Linked DNA regions of Mus musculus: regions 1, 2, 4, 5 and 6 are each linked to region 3. A link is a contact called in public Hi-C and promoter capture Hi-C data. All regions are on one chromosome and are shown on one strand. The core of a region is the stretch at or near the end of the contact, and the rest is flanking DNA. Distances in the headings are between cores, read along the strand shown.

Evidence for each region. Promoter capture Hi-C pulls out the DNA fragments that hold promoters and counts their contacts. Hi-C and Micro-C count contacts between places; a contact is called where the count stands out from the background.
Region 1: a contact with region 3 is called in a promoter capture Hi-C map of pre-B cells, with 5 times the contacts expected there. The contact joins the promoter of Med4 here to the promoter of Gfra2 in region 3. A contact is called at or near these places in 2 of 39 promoter capture datasets (hippocampal neurons and pre-B cells).
Region 2: a promoter capture Hi-C map of pre-B cells shows a contact between it and region 3, with 4 times the contacts expected there. The contact joins the promoter of Rb1 here to the promoter of Gfra2 in region 3. A contact is called at or near these places in 1 of 39 promoter capture datasets (pre-B cells), 1 of 484 Hi-C or Micro-C datasets (embryonic stem cells), 2 of 115 datasets of contacts at active chromatin or transcription factors (large pre-B cells and pro-B cells) and 1 of 9 other capture datasets (embryonic stem cells).
Region 4: a Hi-C map of pre-B cells shows a contact between it and region 3, with 6 times the contacts expected there. The contact joins the enhancer-like site here to the promoter of Gfra2 in region 3. A contact is called at or near these places in 2 of 39 promoter capture datasets (hippocampal neurons and pre-B cells), 1 of 484 Hi-C or Micro-C datasets (pre-B cells) and 2 of 115 datasets of contacts at active chromatin or transcription factors (large pre-B cells and pro-B cells).
Region 5: a promoter capture Hi-C map of pre-B cells shows a contact between it and region 3. The contact joins the promoter of Rcbtb2 here to the promoter of Gfra2 in region 3. A contact is called at or near these places in 1 of 39 promoter capture datasets (pre-B cells) and 2 of 115 datasets of contacts at active chromatin or transcription factors (astrocytes and large pre-B cells).
Region 6: a promoter capture Hi-C map of hippocampal neurons shows a contact between it and region 3, with 4 times the contacts expected there. The contact joins the promoter of Lpar6 here to the promoter of Gfra2 in region 3. A contact is called at or near these places in 3 of 39 promoter capture datasets (embryonic stem cells, hippocampal neurons and pre-B cells) and 4 of 115 datasets of contacts at active chromatin or transcription factors (astrocytes, epiblast stem cells, large pre-B cells and 1 more).

Annotation. Positions count from the first base shown.
Region 1 is chr14:73,508,406-73,513,057 of GRCm38.p6, forward strand. Med4 (mediator complex subunit 4) reads left to right here and starts at 1,644. Exons shown (of 7, transcript NM_026119.3): 1 at 1,644-1,780; 2 at 2,750-2,816. The coding sequence starts at 1,656.
Region 2 is chr14:73,324,511-73,328,895 of GRCm38.p6, forward strand. Rb1 (RB transcriptional corepressor 1) reads right to left here and starts at 1,312. Exons shown (of 27, transcript NM_009029.3): 1 at 1,013-1,312. The coding sequence starts at 1,131.
Region 3 is chr14:70,888,161-70,893,195 of GRCm38.p6, forward strand. It overlaps Gfra2 (glial cell line derived neurotrophic factor family receptor alpha 2), which reads left to right and starts at 1,947. Exons shown (of 9, transcript NM_008115.3): 1 at 1,947-2,734. The coding sequence starts at 2,695.
Region 4 is chr14:73,114,196-73,118,960 of GRCm38.p6, forward strand. No RefSeq gene overlaps it. Among named protein-coding and RNA genes, the nearest start is that of Gm35388, 14 kb to the left of the region's middle. Within about 2 kb of position 2,951, at least 152 of the 459 cell types and tissues checked have an H3K27ac peak or open chromatin away from gene starts, as enhancers often do. A contact at or near this core is called in hippocampal neurons, pre-B cells and pro-B cells, where this site is marked.
Region 5 is chr14:73,141,102-73,145,451 of GRCm38.p6, forward strand. It overlaps Rcbtb2 (regulator of chromosome condensation (RCC1) and BTB (POZ) domain containing protein 2), which reads left to right and starts at 1,409. Exons shown (of 15, transcript NM_001170694.1): 1 at 1,409-1,492.
Region 6 is chr14:73,236,597-73,241,440 of GRCm38.p6, forward strand. Lpar6 (lysophosphatidic acid receptor 6) reads left to right here and starts at 1,295. Exons shown (of 1, transcript NM_175116.4): 1 at 1,295-3,762. The coding sequence starts at 2,005. The coding sequence ends at 3,039. The region is part of intron 17 of Rb1 (RB transcriptional corepressor 1); the gene reads right to left.

The DNA of each region.
Region 1 (4,652 bases), core at 394-2,893, 2.6 Mb after region 3:
TCTTCTCTTCTTTTCTTTTCTCTTCTTTTTTTCTTTTCTTTTCTTTCTTTCTTTCTTTCTTTCTTTTTTTTTTAGAGATTTGTTTATTTATTATATGTGAGTACACTGTAGCTGTTTTCAGACACACCAGAAGAGGGCATCAGATCTCATTATGGATGGTTGTGAACCACCATGTGGTTGCTGGGATTTGAACTCAGGACCTTTGGAAGAGCAGTTAGTGCTCTTAACCTCTGAGCCATCTCTCTAGCCCTACACTATTTTCTTGAATGACAGTTTACACTATTGATTCATTCATTTCAACAGTCACCTTGAATAAAGAGCAGAGCAGTTTGTTGGAAGATATACAGGCCTAAAGATGAGTTCCGAAAACCAAGAAGGTAACCCAGCTAAATGCCATCTGATAGGGGGTACGGTTAGCACATACAGGAAGTATTATTCAGACTTCAAGGGAGGGGTATTCTGGCACCTATTCCAATGTACATGAACCATGATAGCATTATGCTAAATGAATCAGCCTGCTATAGGGGCTCAGCATTCAGTAGGCTGTAATGAGAAAGTGAGTTCCTTCTTAGTTTAGGACTAGTTTACACAACAAGATTCGGTCTGAAAAGAAGGAAAGAAAGAAAGAAAGAAAGAAAGAAAGAAAGAAAGAAAGCAAGCCAACCAAACAAAGCCCAAATCCCCCAAAACCAAAAAATAATAACAAGCAAACCCCCAAGCCCCAAACTAGAACATGTGATTCTACTCATTCAAAATGCATAGAATAGCCAGACAAACAGAAAGTACAGTGTGGTTTTCAGGAACGGGAAGTCAGACCTTCATGAGCACACCTTTTTTACATTTTACAAGTTGAAGAGTTTTGGGGATGTTATTTAGCCGCAATTTTTTGTTTGTTTGTTTTGTTTTGAGACGAGGTTTCTCTGTGTAACCCTGGCTGTCCTGGAAGTCACTCTGTGACCAGGCTAGTCTCTAACTCAGGAGATCTGCCTGCCTCTGCTTCCTTGAGTGTTGGGATTAAAGGCATGCCTCACAACTGCCTTGCTTAACAGCAATTTAGTGGCAGTGAACCCTACACATACAATGGTTAAGATACTGAATTTTAGTAGCGGGGCATGGTGGTACACCCCTTTAACCCCAGGACTCGAGATGCAGGCAGATCTCTTGAGTTCGAGACCAGCCTGGTCTATAGGCCAATTATATGTATTTTGCTACCAAACAACGGAATGGGGAGGGAAGAAAAGATTTTACTTCCTGCTCTAAGTTTACTACAACTTCACGAGAGACCAAACTTGATGGCTGGGATTTTATCGGAATACAGACAAAATAGAAGTTAATAATTATGTAATTTCCCCAGTTTAAAAAAAAAATCTTTTGTTAGAAGCCTTCCACTGATGCTGAGGAAATAAAACCCAGGAGACTGGGAACTGCATCTCTCATCCTGGGTCCGGTTGGAGCATGTCAGATTGGAACGAGTCACAAGCCCTCCTTTGCCCTGTAGATGGCGCTAGAACTGTAGTGCACCTCCAGGCACATAGGCGGCGCTCTAGCCGGACCTCTCCGTCCCGACCTCTATTACTCTTCTTTCCTTCTTCCGGTTCCGCCCCTCCTGTGGCTAGCTCACACTGCGCATGCGACGGCTGGTGGTCAGCGGGGCGATGGCGGCTTCTTCAAGTGGTGAGAAGGAAAAGGAGCGGATGGGAGGCGTTTCGGGAATGGCCGGCCTTGGCAGTACGCGAGAGCGGCTTCTGTCTGCGCTGGAAGATCTGGAGGTCTTGTCGAGGTAACCGCGGCCCGGGAGCCTGCTCCGGCCGGCTCGGCTGTGGGCGCTGACTTGGGTAGGCGGGCTTGGGAGGCTCCGTTGGACGTGGGGTCTAGGGCCTTCGGGGGCTTTGGGCCGCATTTCCCCGCCAAGGGGACATCTCAGTCACATGACCTGGAAACCAAGGCAGTCAAAACTTTAGTAGCCGGTAAGAGGGGCAGATCCGAGCCCCCTCAGTCATTGACACGCAACAGACATTTAAAAGCACGCTTCCCCCCAGTAGTCAAGGGGAGGCTAGATGCCAACACGAAGGAGCCCAGGGTGACAGGAGAGACAAATGTGTTAAAACGCTATGGACCAGATTTCTAAGGGTTGAGCCGCAGCCTCCTGCAGTCCACCGATGGGATTCCTATTCTGGTGGTAGCAGGGCACACGTCCCCAAGAAATGGGCTGCTAGTCAAATCAGATTTGTTAGGCGTCTGATAGATAGCCCATCATCTGAAAAAGCCTGGAAACATCAGGCAGGGCACAGTGGGGTTGGCTGGTGTGTGGCCGAGATAGAGTAAATTGGATGTCACACTCCACATCGTCGTGATAGTCTTAAATCTATCAGTTGAAGTCTTATCAAGGGAAGGCAGCCATGGCCACCGTCTTACAAGAAAACATAATTTACACAAATGGCAGCACTATTGGCCTACAGACCTACATAGTTGAGTCAGGAGGTTTTCTTGTAAATCACAGCTGAGTCTTTATCACGTGCAGTTAGCCAGCGAATGCTGAAGTGTTTGTAGTCACCATGAGAGTCCAGCATGTTAGGAGGACCATAAACCCAACAATCGGTTGGGGCAGGGAGCAATTTAAACAGTTTCTTTTGTGTTTCTACTGTGTTATGAAAAGGTTTCACTAGATATCTGAGGCTGGTCTGAGTCCTCCCAAACACTGAGTTTACAGGCAAGTATCACCATACCGTGATGGGTGTTTTTCTTTTAGGGAACTCATAGAAATGCTTGCAATTTCAAGAAATCAGAAGCTATTACAGCTGGAAGAGGAAAACCAGGTAAACTTTTTGTTGTTGTTTGTTTGTTTTTTATTAAAAAGTTATTAATGCCGGGCAGTGGTGGCTCGCACCTTCAATCCCACCACTTGTGGGGGAGTGGCAGGTGGATCTCTGACTTCCAGGTCTACAGAGGGAGTTCTAGGGCAGCCAGCACAGATAAACCCTTTCTTGAAAAAAAAATAAGAGAGATAAGTTAATGTTTGAAAGTTCATATTTATTTTGTGTGAGAGTAGGGATGCTTCTTGAAGTCTTTTAAGTTGATACTTAAAAAAAAAAAAAAAAAAGCATTATTTTATTTTTGGGTTTTTCTGAGATTGTCTCACTGCCTGTTCTGTAATTCCGTAGACCAGGCTGGTCTCAAACCCACAGCCCTTGGCCTGCCTCTGCCTCCGAGTTCTGGGATTAATAAAGGTCCGTGTCAGTGTGCCCGGCACATTGATACTTTTCTTTATAGCACTTATGTAACACAGTGCCTATGAAAGTTCCCAGCCATACATAGTGGCTCACACCTTAAATCCCAGCACCGGAGTGTCCCAGGGAGACACATCGCTGTGAGTTGACGTTCTTCCTGGTCTGGATACAAATTTTATTCCTTACTTTTGAGTTAATCAACACAACCTTACAAAATGGAGACAAAGATAGAATGCTGGGAGGAAGTTGTTATTATAAACACCTGTATGTTGCTGCTTTATCCCCGTGAAACTTGAATGGAAATCAAAGATCCTCTCACTCTTACACGCTATGTATACTGTTCATCCATTCTCTTTCCTTTCCTTCCCTGTGCTTTCTTCCTTTCTCTTTTTGGAGTGTGTGTGTGTGTGTGTGTGTGTGTGGAGGGGTAGTGTTCAAGACAAGGTTTCTCTTTGTATGTAGCCTTGGATACTCTAAAACATACTCTGGTCACCACAGGGTCATAAGAGTGGGTGAGCTGCCCTGCTTCCTGATGGCTACAGCGCTTAGGAGAATTGACGCCGCACCTCACCAGGACGGCACAGTAGAGCTGTCCCTGGGTGGGGGAGCATAGGTGACCCAGCCCCGAGCTGGCCCAGCCATTCATCTACTGTGAGGTTTCCTGGGTGTGGGGGGGAATGCCCCTTACCACCTACAGTAGTTGAGAGAGCTGGCCCTGCCCCTTGCTGCCTGCAGCACTTTGGAGAGTGGGCCCTGCCACTTGTCTGTTATGAGGTGGTGTGGGTGCAGGGGTGATGCCCTCCCCCTCTTCCCCTGTCATCTGTGGTAGTCTGGAGAGTCGGCCCCAAGGCATGAATATAGGAGACTTAGCCTTGCCCACTCCCTAGCTGTAGCACTCAGGAGGGTGGGTCTGCACCACCTGAGCTAGAGCTGATGGTGAAGGTATGGGTGAGCCAGCCCTTAGGGTGTGAGAGCAGGAGAGCTGGCCCAGTCCCTTGACTGGGCAGCACAGTGGAGCTGGCTCTGGAGGAGTGTGTGCAGGCGAGCTGGCTGCTGCCAATGGTGGCACTGGGTGGCCTATTGGGAGTAGTGCTGAGAGCTCCCTGATGGTGCAGATAACAGGGAGCTGCCACCCAGGCCCAGATCCAAGTGTATTTTTCCAGTGTCATATCTCACACCTGCACCCTTTGGGAACCGCCATCCTGCCTCCTTATCTTTAAGATTTCACTATCTTTATGTTAACAGTAATGATAATTATTAAAACCTATGAAAAATAGTGGATTTAAATTAAGGGGTGTGTGTTGTACTCCACCACCACTATCCAGCTCCTTGTCTTTTTTTTTAAGATGAGTTTTTATGTAGCCTAGGCTTGCCCTGAACTCAGTGATTCTCCTGCGTTTACCTCAGTGCTGGGGTTACAGGTGT
Region 2 (4,385 bases), core at 62-2,561, 2.4 Mb after region 3:
TGGATCCACATGAACTTAAGTTTAGATTCCACTTAATAAATGGAGAGAAAAGTTCTTTGAGAGAACACAGTACCAAACACAAGACCAAAAAAGAAAAAAGGGAGGGGGAGGCACCAGAATCCGTGAATGCTCAAAGGCAAAAGGCAAGAAATAATGAAGCATGCTGCGGGCCAATCAGCACGCAAGAAGAGTTCTACCCTGAAAAAAAAGGGGAACAAAGTTTAGAAACTTCCAAGCCCTTGCATTTAAATGTCTCCTGAAACTTTTGCCCACATACCAGTTCTTCTAAGAGTTCTGCTCCATCAGTCTCCACAGATGGCTTTAAATCCCCCCGGGCCTCAAAGCATTGTTCTAAAGAAACCCCCACAAAGCCCGGGAGCTGAGGACCCCGTGAGCAATTGACACCCACGACCCTGCGCTTTGCCTACAAGGCTTTTCTTGGCCTCTCCCAGGACCAAGCTGCCGATGCAGCGCAAGCTCAGAGAGGGCAAGGCTCCCAACTGTTGCATCGCAGGACGACTGCAAAAGAGAAAGTCAACCCACCCCGGGGGTGCTTCGGATCTCCACGGAGAAAAAAGGGAGGAAGAAAGAAAACAAACACCGGTCGAGTTTTTTTTTTCTTTTTTTAAATATTTATTTCAATTGTTTTTGCATCTGACCGGGGCTCTCCGGGACCCGCCGGCTCCGCGCCTGGGCGTCGCTGGAGTAGAGCCTGCACCTGTCACTTCGCTCGGGAGCAGGAGCCCCACCCGCCCGACACCTGTCAAGCCGCAGCCCAGACCCCTTCGGGATGCCCTCCCCGTCGCCCGCGAGCCCGGGACCGTGTCAGCGCGCCGCCGCCACCCCCGCAGAGATGGGGGACCAAGGGGACCCCGGAGACCCGGGGCGCCGCTCCTACCGCCAGCCCGGCCCCGCCGAGATGCGCCCGCCCGGCGTCCCCGCCGGGATGCACCCGGCGTCCCCGCTCCCTTCCCTTCCCTTCTCTCCGGCCCGCGGCGGCCGCGCTCCTCACCTGGCCAGGGGCAGCTCTTCGGGGCCGCTGTCCTGCGCGGGGTCGTCCTCCCGAGGCGGCGGCGGCGGCGGTGGCGGGGGCTCGGCGGCCGCGGCTCTGCGCGGGGCTTTGGGCGGCATGACGCGCAGCGCGGGCCGGCGCGAGCAGCCGAGGGAGGCGCGCGGGGAGGCGGGCGGGCGCGCGCGCACGCCGGGCACGCCCCGTCCTCACCCGACTCCCGTTACAAAAATAATGGGAACGTCCCCCGAGGAAAACCGGACGCGCCCGGCAACCGAGCGCCCGGGCCAACCGCGGGAAAACGTCACTTCCGCCCGCGGCGTCACGTCCGCGAGGCTCGCGGGCCGCGGGCGTCAGTGGGGAACCGGGGCGGCGGTGGCGGCGGCGGCGGGCAAGGGCGAGGGCGAGGGCGAGGGCGCGGGCGGGAAGCCGCGGGGAAGCCGCGCCTGCCCGGGCCTGTCTCCGCCCGCGTCGTCCCCGTGGGCGGCGCCAGCCGAGGCGGGGCCGGCCCGCTGCGAGGAGCCGCGGCCTCTGGGAGAACGCTGGACAGGGCGCGCCCCTCGCCCGGCCCGCGCGGCCGGCAAAACAAAAACAAACGTGCCGGGCCAGTGGGAGGTGGGCTCGGCCCGGGTGGGCGGTCCAGGGTGGGGCCATTGGTGGCCTTCTGGAGACAAGGGAAGATGGGCGATGCACGCACAGACTATAGTCTTTTGATGGGGAAACAGGAGGCGCGGTCCGAGCGGGACAGATCTTAGCGGGAAAGTAGCTTTTGAAAACCAGTTTGCCAGGCGGACCCGACTTTGAAAAATCGCTTACAAACGCGTTTGAGACGAAAGCAGAAAACCAGTTGGCCGTGTTCATGCGCACGATCCGGCCTCCTTTCATAATGGTTTCTCCGAGACAGCCGGTCAAACTGGGAAGGTCGGCATTCCACTTTTGCGGGTTGGAAGTGGGGAGTTCGGGGAGCCAATTTGCCCGCGTCACATAGCAGGTCCCTGGCAGAGGACTCGAACCCAAGTAATATTTGTCTGACCATGTCGCCGACGCACAGACACCGGAAAAGAGCATACTTTATACTAGAACTACCTACCGCCACCAAAAGCTGGCTCAGCAATGGTAGCTTTTCTAGTTACGTTTTACCTGTCAGTCAACATAATTTTCTCCCTTTGTCAGTCCTTATTCATACAACTCACTAATTGAAGTGCTGTGAATAAAATACAGTTGTTGTTCTGGTGTAAACTATCTTGGAACAGCTGAGCAAGGACTGAGGAATCGAGAACTTAATTGGGTAGGTTGCAAGCCTGGGCTTATTTTCTGCCTTGATGTCAGATGAGTGAAGGATACATGGGCCTCCTTCAATTTTCAGACTTGCCTAACTTCAGAAGCCTTCTAGAGACCAAATGTTTGTCAGGAGGTAGAGCCCCAGGCCCTGATGCAGCCACGGAGAATGAATGGAATTAAAATAGCACTTGAGTTCACTTTGTCCCAGATTTAGGCAAGAGCTCAGGCTACATACAGTCTAGGTTTGGTGAAGATAAAAGATAGACTGTGGGAGCCTGATCAAATAATATACAGAAATGATACAGTCCTGCCTCATAATTATCAGAGAATGTGACACTTGGCCAATTGATGCCACCTTGGTATTTGTGGCAAGCTACTCTTAAGTTTGAGACAGAATGGCAAAGGAACTTGGGTCCTCAGACGCGTAACAGAGCTGGTGACCGGTCATCTCTGCTGGTACTGACCTCAAATCAGCTGATGGTCAGCTATTTGTGTCAGAAGTCATTGTAACATGTTTCCCCCATAAGCCCCTTTCAACACACAGATCAAAGTTGAGCCTGACCTGGTAGCTCAGGCCCATAATGCTCAGAGCCTAAGGCAAGAAAATCCCAAGTTTAAGACAGGCTTTGGCTATAGAGTGAGTTGAACTCCAACCCGGGCAACTTAGTAAGACTCTGTTTTATAATAAAAAGTGAAAAGTCTGGGATATAACTTAATAGTAAAATGCTTACCTAGCATGTGAGGAACAGTGATTCCAATACTCAGGGACAAAGAGAGAGAGGCAGAGGCAGAGACAGAGAGAGACATCATTACAGCCTTAGAATCTAATAAGGCATTGGCCACATGAGAACACAGGACAGCCAAGGAAAGGCTGGGGACTTACATTAGCTCTGCATGTGTAGATATGACTTGTTTTATTTGAACCTAGTTCATCAATACGATTGCAAATGAGTTTTTTTTTTTCAATTCTTGATCATGAATGTAAAAACCTGTTTCAAAAAATAAATAAATAAATGGGGCAGCGCTGGGAATGTAGCCCAGGAGAGGGGGTGTGTGCGGAGGGGATTTGGTGGTGAAGGAGAAATGGAGGCAGGGAAGGAATTTGAAAAGGCATTTAAAGTGTTTGTGTTTCTGGTAGTTTGCCACCTGGCTATTGGACACCTCCTTCCTCAGACTCTCGAGGTCTTCAGGTGGTCTGCAGCGTGTGTGGGGCTGTTGGGTGGGATGGCTGTGCTCTTGTCATATGCCAGGGAAACTTTAAGGTGAGTTTGACCCTCGCTACTCAGAATAAGTAGAAAGCTGTAAGAATATAAGTATTCATTGTTATTTTCAAAGTCCTTTTCTTTTTTTTTTTTTTTTTTTTAACTGAGCGTGGTTTTGAAAACTCACGGCTAAATTAAGGATGTAAAAGTTTTGTCATTTCTTTTGGATTTTATAGTAGGTTTTTTTTTTTTAAACAAAGCCTGTCTCACTTTGTCAGTAAAAGACACACATCTGTAATGTATTAGTAACAGCAGTAGTAGTAGATTTCACAATAGTCACAGAAATTATTCCAAAGAATTGAAGTCCTATGGGTTTCTCCTGACTTAACTGAGAACTGTAGTCTCTCATGTATCTAGTAGGAGGCTGAGACAGAAGGATTCCACATTCAAGGCCTGCTTGGGTCCAAGAGTGAGTTCACAATTAGATCCTCTCTCAAAATAAAAAAAAGTTAAAAAAAAAAAAAAAAGATGGTGCCAGGCTGGGATGTAACTCAGAATACTTGTCTAGTGTGTGTGGGCACCAGATTCAGTCTCACGTACTGCAAAATAAAAATAAATTCAGTCTCCCACTTATTTGTAGCCATAGCTCTTAGCAATGGCAATAAAAGCACCAAATTTGAATGATAATTATGTCTAAAATAGAAAGAAATTAGTTAAGGATTAGCTAACCATTTTGAATATTTACTTTCCACCAAAATAAGCTTCACAGCAAAAATTCCCAAACCCAGCCTAGACCAGAGACCCCAAAATCCAGCCTAGGCCAGAGACCCCAAAACCCAGCCTAGGCCAGAGACCCCGAAACCCAGCCTAGGCCAGTGACCCCGAAACCCAGC
Region 3 (5,035 bases), core at 697-3,196:
TTCCCCAATGTTTGAAAAGAACCTAGGGGACTCTGGGAAGTAAAAAACAGCAGAGGGATGGAGGATTGACGAGAGAAGCCAACGCTCCCCTGCTGCTGCTTAGGCACTTTTCGTTGGAACTCTCCCCTACCCAGCTGTCACAGTGGTGTTATTTTTGGGTGTAGGGTCTAGGATCGTTGTCTCCCAATGGCCAGATGAAACGCCTGTTCTGTGCCTTCCCGCCTAAATCCACAAGATGGAAGTTGCTCCCTCTAGCTTTCCCACTAGCAGCTAAGGCTGCTGGTTTTGTGAGTGACCCCCTCTCTTCACACTAAACACACTACCACTTCCTTTATTCCACCGCCTTAATATTTAACAATGTATTTTAGAAGACACTCCCAAATAAGCTTGAGATGGTGACAGCTTTTTTTTTTTTTTTTTTTTTTTTTTTGGCAACGTGGAAAGTTGACGAAGCATCGCCTAAACCTGGCTCCGGGAGTCGCATGCAAGACATAGGAGTGCGAAATGCCAGGGCAGCCGAAGGTGTGTCAGAGAAAAGCGTGGAACTAGGGTGCCGGGTGTGCGTGGGCTGTATGATCCCGAGGGCGCTGAGACATGTGTACTGCCTGTCTGCCGCCCTGCCACCTCGGTCAGCAACCTCACTTCGCCTTCAACCCTTCTCCAGCCAGACGCTTCTTTTTTCGGGGCTTCTGGGCTTTTATTGTAAATTCTATGACTAAATTACGCCGGTGAGCTGGGGCCAAAGACAGATGGATAAATTGTCCCCCTTCCCGGCTTGGGGAGGAGTCTCCATCCGGAAGGGTCTCCACCCTCAGCTTCGGGAACCGGGAGTGGCCTTAGTTCCCCGACTAGCTCTAGGGAGTCCAGGAGATCTCTGTGTGCGGGGAGGGGGTGTGAAGCAGAGGCCTGAGTGTCCCTTGTTTTGGGGCTCCCCAGTAGGGTGGGGTGTCAACCCGGGCTGGATTTTTCCCGCGCAGTTCTGGCTGGTTCACTGGCCTTGGAGGAGGAAGTTGGGACCCCTAGACAATCTTCTCTCTGGTCCAGGGGAGGAGAGACCAACTGGGGAAGAGGTGTCTGGAATGGCTGCAGAGCTGGTGTGTGTGCCTGTGTGTTGGGGAGCGCGCGCGGGGTGGGGTGGCAAGCGAGTCACTAGTGTGCGGTAAAAGTTCTTGAGCTCTGCATGCAGAACACACGAATAGGAGCGCGGGGTTAGACCCAGGGAGATAGGGTTGGCCTACAAGGGCGTCTTTGGGTTCCCTAGTGCTTTTGGGAAGACTCTCAGAACGGCTCCCCACAAGGAATACATCAGCTTGCAGAGTGGTGCTCTCTTTTTCAGACCTGGACCACCACGCCTGGGTTTTTCTACTGCCCTGCCCCCATGCCTCTAGGATGGCTCCAGCACCCGGGCCTCAGTGTCTCCCTAACCTCGTTCAGGCTTCCGAAACCTCATGGCTCTGGGGGTCCAGTGCAGGGGCAGGAGCACTTGGAGAACGCAAGCCTTCACCTAGCCAGGATGAGACATTGCATGGAGAGGAGGGGGCGGGAGGCTTCGTTGGTTTGAGCGTGGACACTGGCCGGGGGATCTAGTCGGTTTTCCGGCCAAGGCAGCAGGCTGGTCCCAAGGGCGGGCAGTTGAGCCGAGGGAGCCAGCGGTGGAGCTCACCCCTAGGCCAGTGTTCCTGGGCGCCAGCGCCACTCCGGTGTAGCTTCCATCACCGCCGAGTCGCTACCACTGCTGCTGCAGAGTGTAGCTGCTCCGCCGCGCTCCCGCGCGCTGCGCCGCCAGCCGCCAGGGAGCCGGGGCGCTGAGCCCCGAGCAGAGGAGAGGGGCGAGGCGCGAGAGCCTAGGCGAGGAAGCCGCGAAGGGGGAGGGAGGGAGCAGGCGGGCGGAGGGAGGAGCAGGGAGAGAGGGAGTAGGGAGGGGAAGAGAGAGAGAGAGGGAGAGTGAGGGAGAGCGGAGATCGAGAGCAAAGAGCGAGAGCGAGGGAGAGGAGAGGAGAGGAGAGGAGAGGGAGAGAGGAAGGGAGGAAAGACACACGCAAGCACAGGCACACCGGCACTGGAATTCCATTAGAAAAAGTGAGCCGAAGCAAGGGATAGCGGGAGAAGATTTTTTTTTTTTTATTTTGAATCTTTTTCTTCGTCTTGGTGCCAAAGAAGCGACTCTGGTCTCCCGTCCTAGAAGCTCTACTGGATTGCTCCCATCCGTCGGTGGATTTCTTTCCTATTTGCATTTATTCTGACCCCCCTCCCTCGCTGCTTTCTTCCAGTCCTTCACTTTCAGATCGCCTCGCCCCCACCTCTCCAGTCCCCTCCTGGGAAGTGCAGGGGAATTGGACCCACGGGGACTCGCGCCTTCCCGGCCGCGAGAGCGAAGGGCTGGGCTGACCTCAGGACCAGGCTGTTGGCTTAGAAGGCAGCCAGACACATAGCTACGTGTGTTTGATTTCAGTGGCAAGGGGGGGACGTCGAGAGGCAGCCCACCGCCCGCCTCCCACCCCTCCCCCTCCAGCCAGCAGCGAGAATCCCTGGACTCGGGATCTTCAACCGGCGGCCGCCTGGCGGGATCTCCGCATTGGATTTGGGGGTCGTTATCATTGCTTGGCTGTTATTATTACCGTTGTTATTTTATTTTTATTTTTTAAACCTAAGGGAGAAAGACACATACACACAAAACTGTGGGATTTATTTAACATGATCTTGGCAAACGCCTTCTGCCTCTTCTTCTTTTTAGGTGAGTACCTGCAGGTGGCGAGTCTGGGGGTCACAAGGGGCTGCGCGCGTTCAGTCGCCCACTGGAAGCTGGGCATGCGGGGGTGGGCTTGGGGGCTGCAAGCAGGGCGCCGTGGGAGACACCGGGAGATCGCGCCAGGCTGGGAGCCCGGGCCTGGGGCTCCGGGGAGCCGAACTGCCTGGGAGGCTCTAGAGGAGGGAGCTGTGCAGCGGCTAGCTGGTTGCGCGGAGGACCGAGAAGGAGACTTCCAACATTCAAACCATCTCCGCACGCACTCCCGTGCCGCGCGCGCGCACACACCCCGACACACACTCTTACTTGCAGGCCGTGATAGCGCTCATTTCCCTCAAAATAATGGGTTCAATTTGCAACAACTTAGGAAGGAAAAAAATGCAACTGTTGGTGTGAATGAAAGGAAGGATGGGGAGAGGCTGGCGGGACGCTATCAAGCCTGCCCCTCCTTTCTGGAAGGCTCTCAGAGTCAGTGGGTTTCGGCAGGAGGTCTTGGTTTGGACGTTTGCGGGGAGTCCTTGTAGTCACCTCCTACTTGCCAATCAGTCTCAGGAACGCACCCTATCTCTCCACTCTCTGTAGCACTTTGCAAGTTTCTCCCTACCCACGGCCTCCCTTTCCAAGCCAGATGGGTAGGTGGAGCTCAGGCTTGCAAATGGGTGTTCAAGGCCTTCAAGAGCAACAACCCAGGGGCCTAGGGCATGTGACACGGGAAAGAGGAGGCCAAAGTTTGCTCCTTGGAAAGAAGATGGTGCGGGGGAATGCAGGAAAAGGGAGAAAACAGATCTTAACAAAGACCACTTACTGCTCACCCCATAAGCCCCCTCCCTCTGTGACAGGGAGGAGCGGCTGCCCAGTGGTTCTGAGCTCCAGCAGGCGCCTCCCCACCTCCCCTTATACTTTGTAAAATCTCAGCTGCTTGGGAAGCAAGGTCTAGGAATAGTTTACAGGTAAAGAAAAGATGCTTTCAAAGCTAAAGGCTATGTGTGGACCCAGGGTTCCCAGGCAAGGTTACTGGTAGGGAATTCTGGAAAATGTGTGTGTTTGTGTGTGTGTGTGTGTGTGTGTGTGTGTGTGTGACATCTGCTTTTAGTCCAGGTGCTGTTCTGCTTGTTGGTAGACCAGAATGAACTGGCTACCAAGCAGGGATCAAGAAATCACCTTTACCTTCAGCAGAAAAGGGCTCTGGATAGCCCAGACAGGGAGGTAGCCTTTGCTTATGGAAGATATGCATGGTCTAAGAAGTGCCCTCCAGATTGTAGGGGATTTGTAGTCAGGGTGAATAGATATTGGCTGTATCTTTGCTTGCTCACAGACTTTCTACCTCCCAGCTATGCATTCCCAGGGGACATAGCCCTGCCCTGGGGTGTGGCCTTCACCATACTTGCTTTCTCCACATGTCAGTAACCCTGTGGGTGGGAGGGACAGGGTAGGAGGGTAGAAGATGCTCTGGGCTCACTTTCATCCCTTTCCAGCAGCCTTGGGGGAAGTGAACTCTCATTCTGAATGAACTGTCACAAAATTTGACCTTATCTTCATTAATGGTCTGAAAACGTAGCTTTCTAGGGTCTTAGAATGATCAGAGCGAAGAAGAAAGCATTGCATTTCAGGTAAAAAGTGGCCAGATTGCCTGCTGTTGAGTTACACCCCTCCCTCATAAAGGATGCATGCTTCCAAGTATAGGGGCCCCCCTCTGAGGGGCAGTGGTATATGAGCACAATACCCTCCAGTATCAGACCCCATGTTGCACATTGGGTGATCCTAGCTGAGGAGTCAGTTCTCCTCAGATGTGGCAATGGGCGTCCTGCCCATAATGGGTGTGTACACGTATTTGCACGTATGTGTGTAGAGATTATGAGCCGAGAGCAGAGATGTCCGCCACTGCCTGCTCCCCAAGGGCTGAAATGGAAAGTGGAGGAGGAGGGGGTTGCCTGATGCCTCCTTGAGTTATGCCCCTTCAGTCCCCTATCCCTCAAAAAGTCCCTCTCCAAATCAGGGCAAAGGGTTCAAGGGAATGGCAGGCCAGGGGAGTCTGAAAAGCTCTGACAGGCTGGGATGAATGGTGTGAAGGAAACTTAAATCCAAAAGCCTTTTCCTGGCTAGATGACTATATAGTTGGGAACCACTTGGAAAGTCTGTTTAGTGTGGCGGTTCCTTAGCAGTTTGGGATTTCAGTCTCAAATCAGCAGTTTGGCTGGGGCCATGTCCCGCCCCCTTCAGATGCCTTTCTCAAAGGTTCTGAGTGAGACCTAATGTCAGAGGACTTACCTTATAGAGAAAGGGCTTTTA
Region 4 (4,765 bases), core at 1,701-4,200, 2.2 Mb after region 3:
ATGTCAACTTGACACAAACCAGAGTTAGCTGAAAGAAGAGAACCTTAATTGAAAAAAAATGCCTCTATAGGATCTGACGGTAAGGCATTTTTTAAAATGGGTGATTGATGGGGGAAGGCCCAGTCTATTATAGGTGGAGCCATTCCTGGGCTAGTGGTCCTGTGTTCTATATGAAAGCAGGCCTAGCAAGCCATGGGGAGCAATCCAATGAGCAGCATCCCTCCATGGCCTCTGCATCAGCTCCTGCCTACAGAATCCTGACCTGTTTGAGCTCCTGTCCTAACTTCCTTCAGAGAGTACCATGTAGAAGTGGGAGCCAAATGAGCCCTTTCCTCCTCAGCTTGCTTTCAGCCATGGTGTTCCATCACAGCAACAGAAGTCCTAACTAGGACTCCCCCTGAGCCAACCATCTCTGGAGCCTGATGATTATGTCTTGCTAAGCACAGCCACCTCTTCTATATTTGTGCGTAAGCACAAATCCTGCAACTTACAACATGATTGGACTGCTACAATTTGCATTTTGTAGCCCTTTTCTGTCACTGGGAGAATATAAAGTCAACATTACTGGCAGATAATAGAACAATAGGCAAACCAATGTGAGACATACTATATCTCATAGCCACGGAGGCTAGCCATGAAAAGCCTGCTTGCTCTAGTTCTTGGAGGAAGGAATATTTTAGGGGCTTTCTTTGTGTCCATTGAACTATTTCTTTCAGTCTTCGCAGAAATCATGAGAGCGGATATCTTTTTTTAATTTATTTATTGTTATATGTATCTACACTATAGCTGTCTTCAGACACACCAGAAGAGGGAGTCAGATCTCATTACAGATGGTTGTGAGCCACCATGTGGTTGCTGGGATTTGAACTCAGGGCCTTCGGAAGAGCAGTCAGTGCTCTTAACCACTGAGCCATCTCACCAGCCCTGAGGGCGGATATTTTTATTCAGATTTTACAGATAGGGACAGAACACTGTGGTGCAGAAACTCAGAAGTACAGGGTCCTGAACATGGTTGCACCACCAGCAAGGGCTGTCTCACACCCGAGCTGTGGTTTTTCACTCTCCCAGACTAATAACTAAAAGATACCCACAATGCTAACTAAGTTCTTCCACCATCCACAGTCCTCAAGCCAAATGGTCCAGCATTCAGGCATGGCCACTGAACCTTGACTGGGAGCAAAGGGAAGTTTCTCTGCAGAACCTAGCACAATGTTTTCCTCGTCCTTTCTAAGATACCCCAGTGCTGCTGTCGCTGATCCAGACAGCTCATCCACTTGTTGTCTACCAACAGCATCATCATGACCTTTACAGGCAAACACCAGAGCTGAGGGAGTTTGCAGAAAAGTTATCTTAGAAATGCTTTAGGGCTGCAAAGATAGTTCAGTTGATAAAGTGCTTGCCTTGCAAACATGAGAATCTGAGTTCAATCAACCTCCCTCCCCAGGACCCACGTAAAACTCCAGTGCATGATGGTGTGGGTTTAATCCCAGCCATGGGAAGGAAGAAATGGACACATTCCAGGGGTTTGTTGGCTAGCCAGCCTGAAGGACTTGTTAAGTTCCTGGCCAGTGAGAGACCTTATGTCATTTTTAAAGAGAAAGGAAACAAAAGCAAAATAAGGTGAGTTGGGTATGGTTGGCACACACCCTTAATCCCAGCATTTGGAAGGCAGAGGTAGGTGGATCTCTGAGTTCCAAGCCAGGCTGATCTACAGATGAGTTTCGGGACAACCAGAGCTATACAGAGAAACCTGTCTCAAAAACAAAACAAAATAATAACAAAAACGGCAAAAATTTTAAAAAATTTAAAATTTAAAATAAACCTAAGGTGAGCAGCTGCCTGAGAACTAGTGGAAGCGTGACAGGTTTTCTGGTCTTCACATGCATGCATGCACATAAACTTGTACCTGCCACACACACACACACACACACACACACACGCACACGCACACACACACGCACACGCACACGCACACGCACACACACACATCTATGCATACACATGAAGAAAAGAAAATACTTTAAAAATCCCTTCTATATAAACACCGTTGGGGCTGGGGACCATATTTGAGCCACTACAAGAGAGACATAGTTGCATAAATGCCTATAATCTCAGCACTTAGGAGGCTGGGGCAGGATGTCTCCTGAGAGGCTCTGCCAGAGCAGATGTTTGCAGCCAACCATCAGACTAAGCACGGAGACCCCAATGGAGGATTAGGGGAAGGACTGAAGGAGCTGAAGGGGTTTGCAGCCCCATAGGAAGAACAACAATATTAACCAACCAGACACCCCCCCCAGCCCCCAAGATCTCCCAGGGACTAAACCACCAACCAAAGAATACACATGATGGGGCTCATGGCTCCAGCTGCATAAGTAGCAGAGGAAGGCCTTATCTTACATCGATGGGAGGGGAAGCCCTTGGTCCTGTGCAGGCTTAATGCCCTAGCATAAGGGGATGCTAGGGTGATGAAGTGGGAGTGGGTGGGTGAGCACCCTCATAGAAACAGGGGGACGGGGAGGGGATAGGGGGGTTTACAGAGGGGAAACCAGGAAGGGGGATAACATTTGAAATGTATATAAGTAAAATAACCAATTTTTTTTTTGTTTTTTACAAAAAGAAAGCTTAAGGCCAGTCTGGGCCATAAAGGAAACCCTGTCTAAAATGAAAATAAATTGAGAGAGATGAGGGAAAGAGGGAGAGAAGGGAAGACAGATAGAGGGAGAAGGAAGGGGAGATGGGAGCAGAGAAAAGCTTTTTAAAAGGTAGAGTCACAGAGAACAGTCCAGCATTTGCTCCCTTCCTGCAGTCATGTGTCTGAGCACTGATACTCCTCACTTGCGTGCCAGGGAGCTGCTTCAAAAATGAAACCAGAAGACTCTTAGCCTGCAGGTGGCTCTGGTAGCCAGAAACAGATGTACGTTCTACAAGGACAGAGAAGTAGGGCAGCATATTTTTTTTTCCAAAACAAAGACTGAGGAAACCACAGCTGCAGTTGGTGGGCAGGCGGCATCCTGGTTCTGAGTTTGCAGCGCCCGAAGGAGGAGTTTTGAGGCCAGAGGAGAGGCGGGGTCACCCAGGAGCCCCCGCATTGTCAAGATTTCAGAGACGTTTCTCAAAGATAAGCGCATTATTATTTTTTTCTAAAAGGAAATACATAAAACTTGGGGTTGAAATTAAAGACTAATGTTTTCTCCCACAATCACATTAATCTCTCTCTCTCTCTCTCTCTCTCTCTCTCTCTCTCTCTCTCTCTCTCTCTCTCAAAGTTGAAAATAAAGAACCATGGTGTTTTGATCTCTGTGCTGTATGCAATGGCAGACATATGCTGGCAAGTTTAAGATGCCTTTTCAGCTACAAATATTAATCACATAGCCGCCTGGCCATGATGGTGCTGGTCTGACGTTCCATAGCCTGGGAGGCTGAAACAGCAGGAATATAAATTCAAGGCCACCTGGATACAGAGCAGGTTACAGGGCAGCCTGAAGCACAAGAAACCTATCCCATTTTGGTGATATCTGCCTCACAGGAAACATAGAGAATTATGCCTTTATTATCTTGCCTTGTCCTGTGAGACAATAAATCCCATTCTCCAAAGACTTACACACATTGGATCCCTACTGCCTCCTTGTGGAATCCCATCAGATGTCCCTGGCTTTTCTAGATTGTCAGATCCCAAGATGGAAGCAGGAATCTGAACCCTGGGCTCCAGGCTTTGTCTGCCAGCACGTTGGAAAAGCAGGGAGCCAGATCCCAGCCCAGACTTCACAAATCCGAACGCTGCATTTATGAACCCCTAGTCTTCACTGTCCTGATGGATTTGAGATAGGTCACCAACTTGTATGAATTAGGGCAGAGTCAGAGTGAGTCTTGGGGCTCTTGTCCTCTTTTGTGAAATGAGGGCATATTGGAGTTCATAGGCTAAAATCAAGGTGTCTGCAGGGCCAGAAAGCCCTGGAAGATAGTGTGTTTTCTTGCCTGCATTTCAGAATCAGCAAAGGCCAGTCATGTGTTCACTCCATGTCACTCCACCCTAACCTCCTCCCTTCAGGCTGTTTTCTGTTGGTATGAACACCCATGAATTTGATTTGAAAAGAGAGGATTCATCTAGGTTTTTCAGTTCTGGGCGCTGCAAATCGAAAATCAGGGAGCCACATCTGGAGAGGCCTGTGCCCTTTTGGTAAGCCAGCCATGATGACACGCATCTCTAGCTGAGAGACCTTTGTGTATAAATCCATTGTAGTTGCTAAATCACAGCCTCATTATGTAGTTCTAGAATCCACCGATGCCATGTATCTGAATTCTCTCTTATGGATCACCTCATATGACCATCTACCGTCTGTTCATTTACTCGTTCGTCCACTCTGTGGTGATTAATCTTCATTGTCATTTCAGCTGGACTTAGAACCACCTACCACTAGACATGTCTATGAGGATGTTTCCAGAACAGGTTGACTGAAGAGGGAGGACCCAGCCCCACTGAGTGGTACTGTTTAATTGGCTCAGGTCCCAGATTGAATAAAGGAGAAGGCGGTCTGAGAGACAGGAATTCTCTCCTCTTTGCTTCCTAACTGCAGAAGCGATGTGGGAGGGGCTGCCTCATGCTCCTCCCACCACGGTACCACGGAGAGAAGGACAGGTACCCTCAAACTTTGAGCTGTGGTAAACACTTACTTACTTAAGGAGATTCTGCCAGTTATTTTGACACAGCAACAGGAACCGTGCACACTCCTTCAGTGAATACTGCACTTCCACCATGTACATAGTC
Region 5 (4,350 bases), core at 159-2,658, 2.3 Mb after region 3:
GTTGGTACGAAGAGTTCAATGTCAGTTTTAGCCATTTGGTCTCAAAATACTTTTTGTGTGTATAATTGCGTCACCTAAAGCAACTGCTTCAATTTCAGGTCTCTTGGTCCATCGTCATCATATGCCATCCAGGGTACCATGGGGATGCAGCAACTGTATCCCTGTACTTCTTAGATATACTCTTGTTTGTTCGTTTTGTTTGTTTCTTCGTTTTGGATTTTTGAGACAGGGTTTCTCTGTGTAGCCCTGGCTGTCCTGGAGCTCACTTTGTAGACCAGGCTGGCCTCGAACTCAGAAATCCACCTGCCTCTGCCTCCCGAGTGCTGAGATTAAAGGCGTGCGTGTGCCACCACCCCGGGCTTAGATATACTCTTAAGAGGTTTATTATTGAGTGAATATAGCCACTTACTTTGAACAAAAGGACTGTTGAATTCTCTATCACTTTAAATGGCTAACCAAAACATGCCTACTTCTTTGACTTACTTATAAGACTAACTTTCTTACATTGTAACATATTTATACCACTGAAACAATCCCTGCATTGATCATGGTATTTGTTGTTGGATCCTATTTGATGACATTTTATTTAGGATTAAAACAATATGTCATCTTTGTCAGGTTTTATCAACATGCTTTGTGAGATATTAAACAGTAAAATGCTCTATTTTAAAGGCAAAGATTTTGGGCCCATAAATTATTACGTGACACACCAACCTCACACTTTTTTCTGGCCTTCCACATCTAGTCCTAACTTCATTTTCTTTTCTCTTTAAGCCCAGCCCATTGTTATAATAAGTTCACAGACTGTTGTTTAGCCTAAGCTGAACTTTCAGCCTCAGGAACCGTGAACTTGCTCAAGACAAAGAGGGGATCAAGCCCGCCTCTTCCAAAAAGCCCTTTGTGGATCCTGTGACCCAGCTTGCAGTTACACTGCTAAGGCCTTCATTATCTGACCCACTTTTTAAAGTCATTTGGAAAGAAACCACATGGTCAAGAGGTAAAAGAAGCCCTGTGGAATGAAGAGATGGATTTGAGTCATCTCTAATCATATGGCCCAAGGCAAATTACCCAAATCTCCATTGTCTTCCCCTAAACTGATGTGTGTGTATATATATATATATATAAACACATACATATATATGTGTATATATTTATTATATATAGCACAATGTTTTAATGTATGTATATAATGTGAGGGCAAAGATCAAGCAAGAGGAGGAGGGATGGAGGCTACGATGTTTGAGGCTAACTTGGGCTAATACAGAGCCCCTGTTTCAAAGCCATAACATTATCTCTTCTCTTAGGACTTTCTAGTGCACACTGCTCATAACTGTAGCCACTATGTAGCATAGCAGCCTTCTTTCTGAGCTTGCTCCTCCTAACTGAAATTTGATCACTAGCCCCACAGGCTCCCTTCTCCCTAGTCCCAGTAACCACCTCTCTACTTTCTGTTGGTGCGACTTGACTTTTTCAGTGCTCCTTAATGAGATCCGTAAGTATTTGTGCTGTATGTCTACTTTGCTTAACATCCTCCAGGTTCATTCCAGATCGTCCCAGGTGACAGGATTTCCTTCATTTTAAAGTCGGACAGCTCTCTGGGCCCTCAAACAAGAGACAATGAGGTGGGCCTCCTGGATGGAGTTGCTAAGACTGGACTAGCGCGCACAGAATGCAATTAGCCTCTTATTTCGCAGCAAGCAGGAAAACCAGCGCCTTTGAATGTAAGACCTAAAACCAGAGAGACACAGCTTCCCCGAAATCGGGGCACTAAGCTAGAAAGCGGGGTCCAGCACAGGGTCCCCAGAGAGGCCAGGGTCGCCGATCCCGGCCGAGGAGGGAGGCGGGGCGCAGCGCGCAGCCCCCTCCCTTCTCTTTGTCCCCTTCCCCTTCCCTCGCTCCCTTGAACTCTCTCCTCCTCCTCTGGTTTCTCTTCTCGCTCCCGCGGCCCCCTCCTCCCCGCACGGCTGAACTCGAGCTCAGCCCGCCAGGCCGGGCCGCTTCAGGGGGAGGCGCCAAGTGTCTGCTGTTCTTGGCCCCGGGCGAGCAGTCCCCGCTGCCGGGGAGCGGAAAGGACGCGCGGCGCGGAGGTAAGCCTGCGTGTGGGCGGCAGGCGCGGGTGGGCGGGCGAGTCCCGGGGGCGAAGGCCAGGCGGAGGCCTCACCCTGCGCCCGGCCCGGTGCGCAGCCGCTGCGGGGGCAGGGCGCAGCGCCAACCCACCCGGGCCGGGGCCCGGCGCGCACGCGCGAGCCCGTGGACCAGGTCGCTGGGGTAGCTCTGGGTTCACGTCCCTTCCCGGGCCCTGGGACCGCGTAGCGGTGCGCATGCGCGCAGGCCCAGCCCGGGGTCCGTTTTGTGCGTCGCCCCGAGGCCACGGCTGTGGGGTTCCCGCTTCCAGTTGGGGGAACCCCTGCCCCTGGTGTCTCCAACCCTCCCGTGCACGCGGCGCGAGCTAGCGGTGACGTTTCCAGGACTTTCCGCTCTTTCCCGCCCGCAGCCGCCTCGCCGACCCCATGGCGGCACACGCTTTAGGCCTTTGGTCCCCGAAGTGGAGGGATGGCTGGGAAGGCCTGGCTGTCCTAAGGGTTTTCAGTCCTTTGGGCGTTGCTGAGGCCGGAAGTGGAGGAGTTTAGAGGTGAAAAACTTTTCCCGATGCCCCTTCTTGGCGGCGATGGAACTTCCGCCTGAGTTGAAGCTAGGCTTCCAGCCGCCTTTTTGCCTTTCTTTACAAGGTAAAGATTTAACTCGGACTGTAGCAGAGGACACCGAGGTGCTGCTCCCTTGCACACCCTGAGATTGCCCTGGCTGCACGGACTAAGCTTGGCCACATTGGGCCACTTGACGAGTTTGTTGTGACAATCAGAGAGATTTAATAAATGTGGCCACGTTGGGAAAGGGAACAAAGAGAGGTTCAGTGACCCAGGACCCCTTAGAGGCCCTAACTTGAAGTTTAGGTTTAAATCGTGAGCAAGGGGTGTATGTGCAGAGTTGGCCTGGTCCAGGTTTGGTCCGGCCTGTCACTGACCCATCCTGTCTCGTCTCGGCTTCAGTCACAATTCCTTGGAGTCCAAAGCCTGATACCTGAACGGAGAGGCGAACATGTTTCTCTTTAGAATTATCTTCCATCCTGATAGAACGGTTTTGGCGATTAAAGCCGAGTAAAAGAGACCGAGTTCACAGTCCTGTGGAACTTGGTTCTTTAGTGCATTCATGTGATGGTCACTGTTTAACGGTCATTGAGTCCGCTCTGTATTCGCACCTTCCTAGTAAAATCTGTCACCGTATTGGACAATGGCATGCAGGTAAGTCAGTTTCCAGGGCTACTATGGAGACTAGCAATGCCATAACTTCTGTGCTCTCTAGTCACGTGGTTATGAGTTAAACCGAAAAATCCCGATACTTTCAACTCTTACCTATACACTGGGAAGAGCAGTGACACCTGTCACAGTGGCAGTGCTGTAGGACTCAGGATGGAGCATCGAAGTATTCCCTCCTAAAAGGACTTTCCATTCACCACAGAAAATGAAGAAGTCAGAATCTTTCATATAGGAAAAACTAAGCAAATAACCTCTGCAGGTGTGCTCAGAAAAACTACGTAGCCAACTTTCCGTATCCTTATATTCTGCAACCGTGGATTCAACAAATCTTGAATTGGAAATATTAAGAAAGACCCTTGACTGGACATATAGAATTTGGGGGAGGGGGATTATTATTAACAATAAAATACATCAGCGTTTTAAATTTAGTTTTTTCTTTTAAGACGTGTACTTCACTGGCTCCGACTGGCCTGAACAATGTGTCAGGGTAGCCCAGGTTGGCCTGGGATTGAAGAGCAGCTTCAGCTTCTCCAGTATTGAGGTCACAGGCACCAAGCCTGGAAGGATAGCAACCACCCACACTAGTGTTAGTCCTAGGGCTGGCTGGAAGTACACAGGAGGGGGTGTGCCTGGCTGCATGGCACATTGCTTCTTTTGTAAGTGACTTGAACATTGACAGAGTATAGACTTGCTGGGGTTTGGGTCCTGCAGCAGTCTCACTCTACTCTGGCTTACTGTACCTTAATGTCCCCCGACATGAAGTCATGGAGATGACTAGTGTGATGCCATGATTTCAGCGATCCCTAGAGGTGGTTTTATATGAGCCAGACAAATGTAAGCGGCCATTGGCTGTAAAGGACTTAGAGGGGACATGGATGAAGAGGGACTATTTTAGGACATGAAGTGTGTGGTTCCCTTGAGGTCTTTCATTTAAATGAAGTAGATCAGACACTCCATGCTCAGGCACGAAAAAAACTATTATTCTTACGGTATACCTGCAGGGAATGCTCTTATTTCCCTTTGTCCATTGGAGATT
Region 6 (4,844 bases), core at 45-2,544, 2.3 Mb after region 3:
GTTTTTTAAAATGACAATAAGGAAACTTAAAAGTGGATCACTCAAATTTTATATTTTTCCTAAAATAACTATTAACAGAAAAGTTTCTTCATGGAGAAGAAAATGTTATTAAGTGTCCCTTTTTTCATTACTGCACTCAAAGTTCCCATCTTCCAATAGGAACACATTTGCATCTGTTTTCCACACCAAAACCAAAGCAAAGAAGTTCAGACCCTCAATCTTTACCGCCTATAAGACTGTATTATTTGATCATAGATGACTTCCTAATCAAAACAATAAAAAGATTATAATTCACCATCAAAAGTAATCAAATTTAAAAGGTATAGAACACATGATACATGCTCTTAAGTATACATCTTAATATGTAAACTAAGGTGTCTATAGAGAAACTTGCTCTGAAATGCCTTCACTGACCCCAAATGAAGGGTTTCAGCTTCAAATTTAGAGATGAAAGTAGATCTGGAATATACCCCAACACACAGCCAACATGTAAAAGAAACTGAAGGGAGAGACGGAGGAAAGGAGAATAAAATCATGGAAACTACATTTAGACAAACAGTAGAACTGAGATTCTCTGCTGTAAGTTATTTCAATTAACTCAGAAGGGGGGAGCCCGTTTTACAAAGCACACTTTCCCACTATGCTTATATTAAGTTGTGGGCAAAAGACTGACACTGTACTAAAAGTAAAAGTTTTGGAGTACTATTCTCACTACTGAGTTATAATCCTCCGGGGGGGGGGCATACTTAATGTAGTCTTTGGTGTATTAAAATTGAACTAGCTCTAGAAAATTAGTTTCAAAGAAAAATGTTAGAACATTATTTATCAAAAACTAAAGAGATCCAGGATTAAAGCTACTCACAATCATGCCAATTAAGTTAAATGCTGGAGAGCAATTAAAAAACACCAGATACTAAGAGAAGCAGGACTGCCTGCCTCAGTCAAAGGCTTTATATAAACTCTTAAGGTTCTGCCTTCAGGCACAAACAGTTCTTTAATGTGCCACTCATATCGCCTACATTTCAATTTATAAACATATATACACCCATCTGCATTTTATTTCTTTAAAGAAGGCAATATCCCAACTACAAGAGCAATAGAAGAGAAAGAATCTACCTTATGTTTCTTTCTTTCTCTTACTTATTACTAACTAAAGCAAATCAAACCACTTTGGAGAAGTTGTCAGAATCCCCGGAAAGCATTTTGGCATAAAAAGAGTTAACACCCAACTCAGCTGGGCAGCCAGTGACCATTTGCAAGCCTCCTAGGTACATTCCCAGCAGACACATTATCAGATTAAAGGAACTGCAAACAACTGGGTTGAAGCCTTCCTTTGTCCAAACCCAGCCTCTTCTTCCTGTGATGTCATATTACAAATCTGGGAAGGCTTTCTTGCTCACTTCAGAGACAGCCCATCTCACAATACAGCTGGCAACCTCCGAAAGGCCTCTCCATTCAGCAAGCGCGAACATGCTTAGGAATTTATCTGGGATCCCTTAAACGACTGCCTATCGCCGTCCGGAATCAATGTAGAAATACAAAGTTTGAGAATAAAAAGAAGGAAGAAGTACCCGAGGACGACGGGCGGACGGACGCACGGCGAGTGTTTGTGACTGAAGTAAAGCTGGTTTGGACCCTGGCGGCTGAAGCACAAGTTTCCACGCGGACTGGTCTGGTCCGACTTGGAACAGTTTTTCCTTACACTTTCAGCTTTATGGGTTGGCTTCCTTGACTGCATTTTCTGTCAGTTAACTAAACTCCAGACTCATGGATTTTCTCGACCAGAAAATCAGACTATTTTCCTGAATAATCTACTAGAAACTTTTACGGAACACATTTCATGTTTCCTTTGAAGAGTTAAGAGAAGAAAGTATTTGTAAGAACAGGAAAAGAAACAAATACTTTGCAAATAAACTGGCTGCTGCTGTGACCACATCTGAATAGCAAAGGCGATCGATCAAGCGCTGCGGACAAAAGGCCTCCTGTAAGCTGCACTGCCTGACAATGGTAAGCTCCAATGGCTCCCAGTGCCCTTATGACGACTCCTTTAAGTACACTCTGTACGGGTGCATGTTCAGCATGGTCTTCGTGCTTGGGCTGATATCCAACTGTGTTGCGATATACATTTTCATCTGTGCCCTCAAAGTGAGAAATGAAACTACAACGTACATGATTAACCTGGCAATGTCAGATTTACTTTTCGTCTTTACTTTGCCATTTCGGATTTTTTACTTTGCAACACGGAATTGGCCATTTGGAGATCTACTCTGTAAGATTTCAGTAATGCTGTTTTACACCAATATGTATGGAAGCATTCTGTTCTTAACCTGTATCAGTGTAGATCGATTTCTGGCAATTGTCTACCCATTTAAGTCAAAGACTTTAAGAACGAAACGAAATGCAAAGATCGTTTGCATTGCTGTGTGGTTCACAGTGATGGGAGGAAGTGCGCCTGCAGTTTTCTTTCAGTCGACCCACTCTCAGGGGAACAATACCTCAGAAGCCTGCTTTGAGAACTTTCCAGCGGCCACATGGAAAACTTATCTCTCCAGGATTGTGATTTTCATTGAAATAGTGGGCTTTTTTATCCCTCTCATTTTGAACGTAACTTGTTCTAGTATGGTGCTAAGAACTTTAAATAAACCTGTTACATTAAGTAGAAGCAAAATGAACAAAACTAAGGTTTTAAAAATGATTTTTGTCCACTTGGTCATCTTCTGTTTCTGTTTTGTGCCCTACAACATCAACCTCATTTTGTACTCGCTCATGAGGACACAGACCTTTGTTAACTGCTCTGTGGTGGCGGCAGTGAGGACCATGTACCCGATCACTCTCTGCATCGCTGTTTCCAACTGCTGCTTTGACCCTATTGTTTACTACTTCACCTCAGACACAATTCAGAACTCAATAAAAATGAAAAACTGGTCGGTTAGAAGAAGTGACTCCAGGTTCTCTGAAGTTCAGGGCACTGAGAATTTTATCCAACACAACCTACAGACCTTAAAAAATAAGATATTTGATAATGAATCTGCAATATAAGCTGCCTGACTAAGCCACTGGGACTGCTCCGTGTTCAACTGTGAAAACTGTGTTCTTGGGAACTATCTCTCCGGCTCCAACAGAAAATATTTTTAAAGGAAGTTTGTGTCTGATGTGTTAAACATTAAAATATATTCTATTCTTGTATGCACGCCATTTTACTTTCTTGAACCACTTTAACGTGTTTTTTCCTCATTAAAAAAAAAAAACTCCATAAAGTTAAGGTCTAAAAGCAATTATGATTTAAATAATGTGATATATCTGTACGTTTAAAATTTTGTATATCATGAAATGATTTAATCAGAAATCTGTTAAATGGTTTTATACTGAACCGAGATGTTGTTTACGGAATAGTTTACTAAGTAGATTTCACTTATATTTTATTTTAGATTAAAAGTACTTATCATGCCTTAAACTGTAAACAGTGAAGAAAACCAGTTTGAACTAGTCACACAGTTTTAGAGCATTTCCTCCAAGAGACTACTGCAGTTTTCTGCATGACATTTTATCTTTTTAGGCAACTCATAAAAAAGAAAAGGTATCTAACTATATAGTATATTTTGAAATTACTATTTTGATTTATATTCTGGCTGCAACACCCAATTTCAAAATGATATATAGTATAAAAACTTAGCATAAAGAAACTAATGAAATGTTATCTTGCTAGGTAAATTATTTTGAAAGTACAATAAAAACCTTGTATTTTCAAGAATGTTGGTCTAGAAATCACCAGGACAGTGAAGTGCCTGAGTTTTTAGAATGTGATACATAGCTAAGATTTTTTTTTTTACTTCTTTTCCTCTCTCACTTTAGATCAACTACAGAGTGCCTGAAAATGTTATTTCAAGTGGAAAAAAAACCTTTAAAAATGTTAAACGTATAAAGTAAAGACATAGTTCTTTACATAGAGAGCAACAAATCTAGAAAGACAAATTACTAAGCACAATTATATTTTCATTATACAAAACAGACAAAGGCATGGCTTTGAGACAGAAAAATACCAACTACATCAAAACTTTCATTTTCCAACACATCCTCTTCTAATTTAAGGCATTTTGCAAAGTTTTAATTTTAGAAAAATGATATACATTTGAATTCAGTTAGCCTGTATGGTAAAACAAGTTAATCTTTCAAGTCTGAATACAGCATGAACACACACACACACACACACACACATATGTATGTATATGTGTGTTTATGTATGTATATATATATATGTATACATATATATACATATATACATATATATATATATACACACATATATATATGTTTGTTTGTTTGTTTGTTTGTTTTGTTTTTTGAGACACGGTTTCTCTGTATAGCCCTGGCTGTCCTGGAGCTCGCTTTGTAGACCAGGCTGGCCTCGAACTCAGAAATCCACCTGCCTCTGCCTCCCAAGTGCTGGGATTAAAGGCATGTGCCACCACACCTGGCGAACATATATTTTATAATACATAAATTTACTTTTTTCTGAGTTTGGGCTGCAATGATTTTTGACAAAGCATAGTCATTTTCTATCTTAAATAAGTCTCTTTGTAATAAATAGCACATACATGGATGTTTTCTTTCAATACCCATGTTTTTTTATAGGTAAAGCTAAATGAAAATAAACCTGTAACAAAAAGCAAACTAATGAAAAATAAGCATATCCTAAGAGATGTATATGTTCCACACACATACACACACTGTGAAGTTTACTTCAGTTGCCCTATAGTTCCTGTACTTGATGTCACTCCAAAAGAATGAGATGCATGTAGCAGTCTTAGATATACACTGTAGAGTTGAAAAGCAGTGAGCAGTCC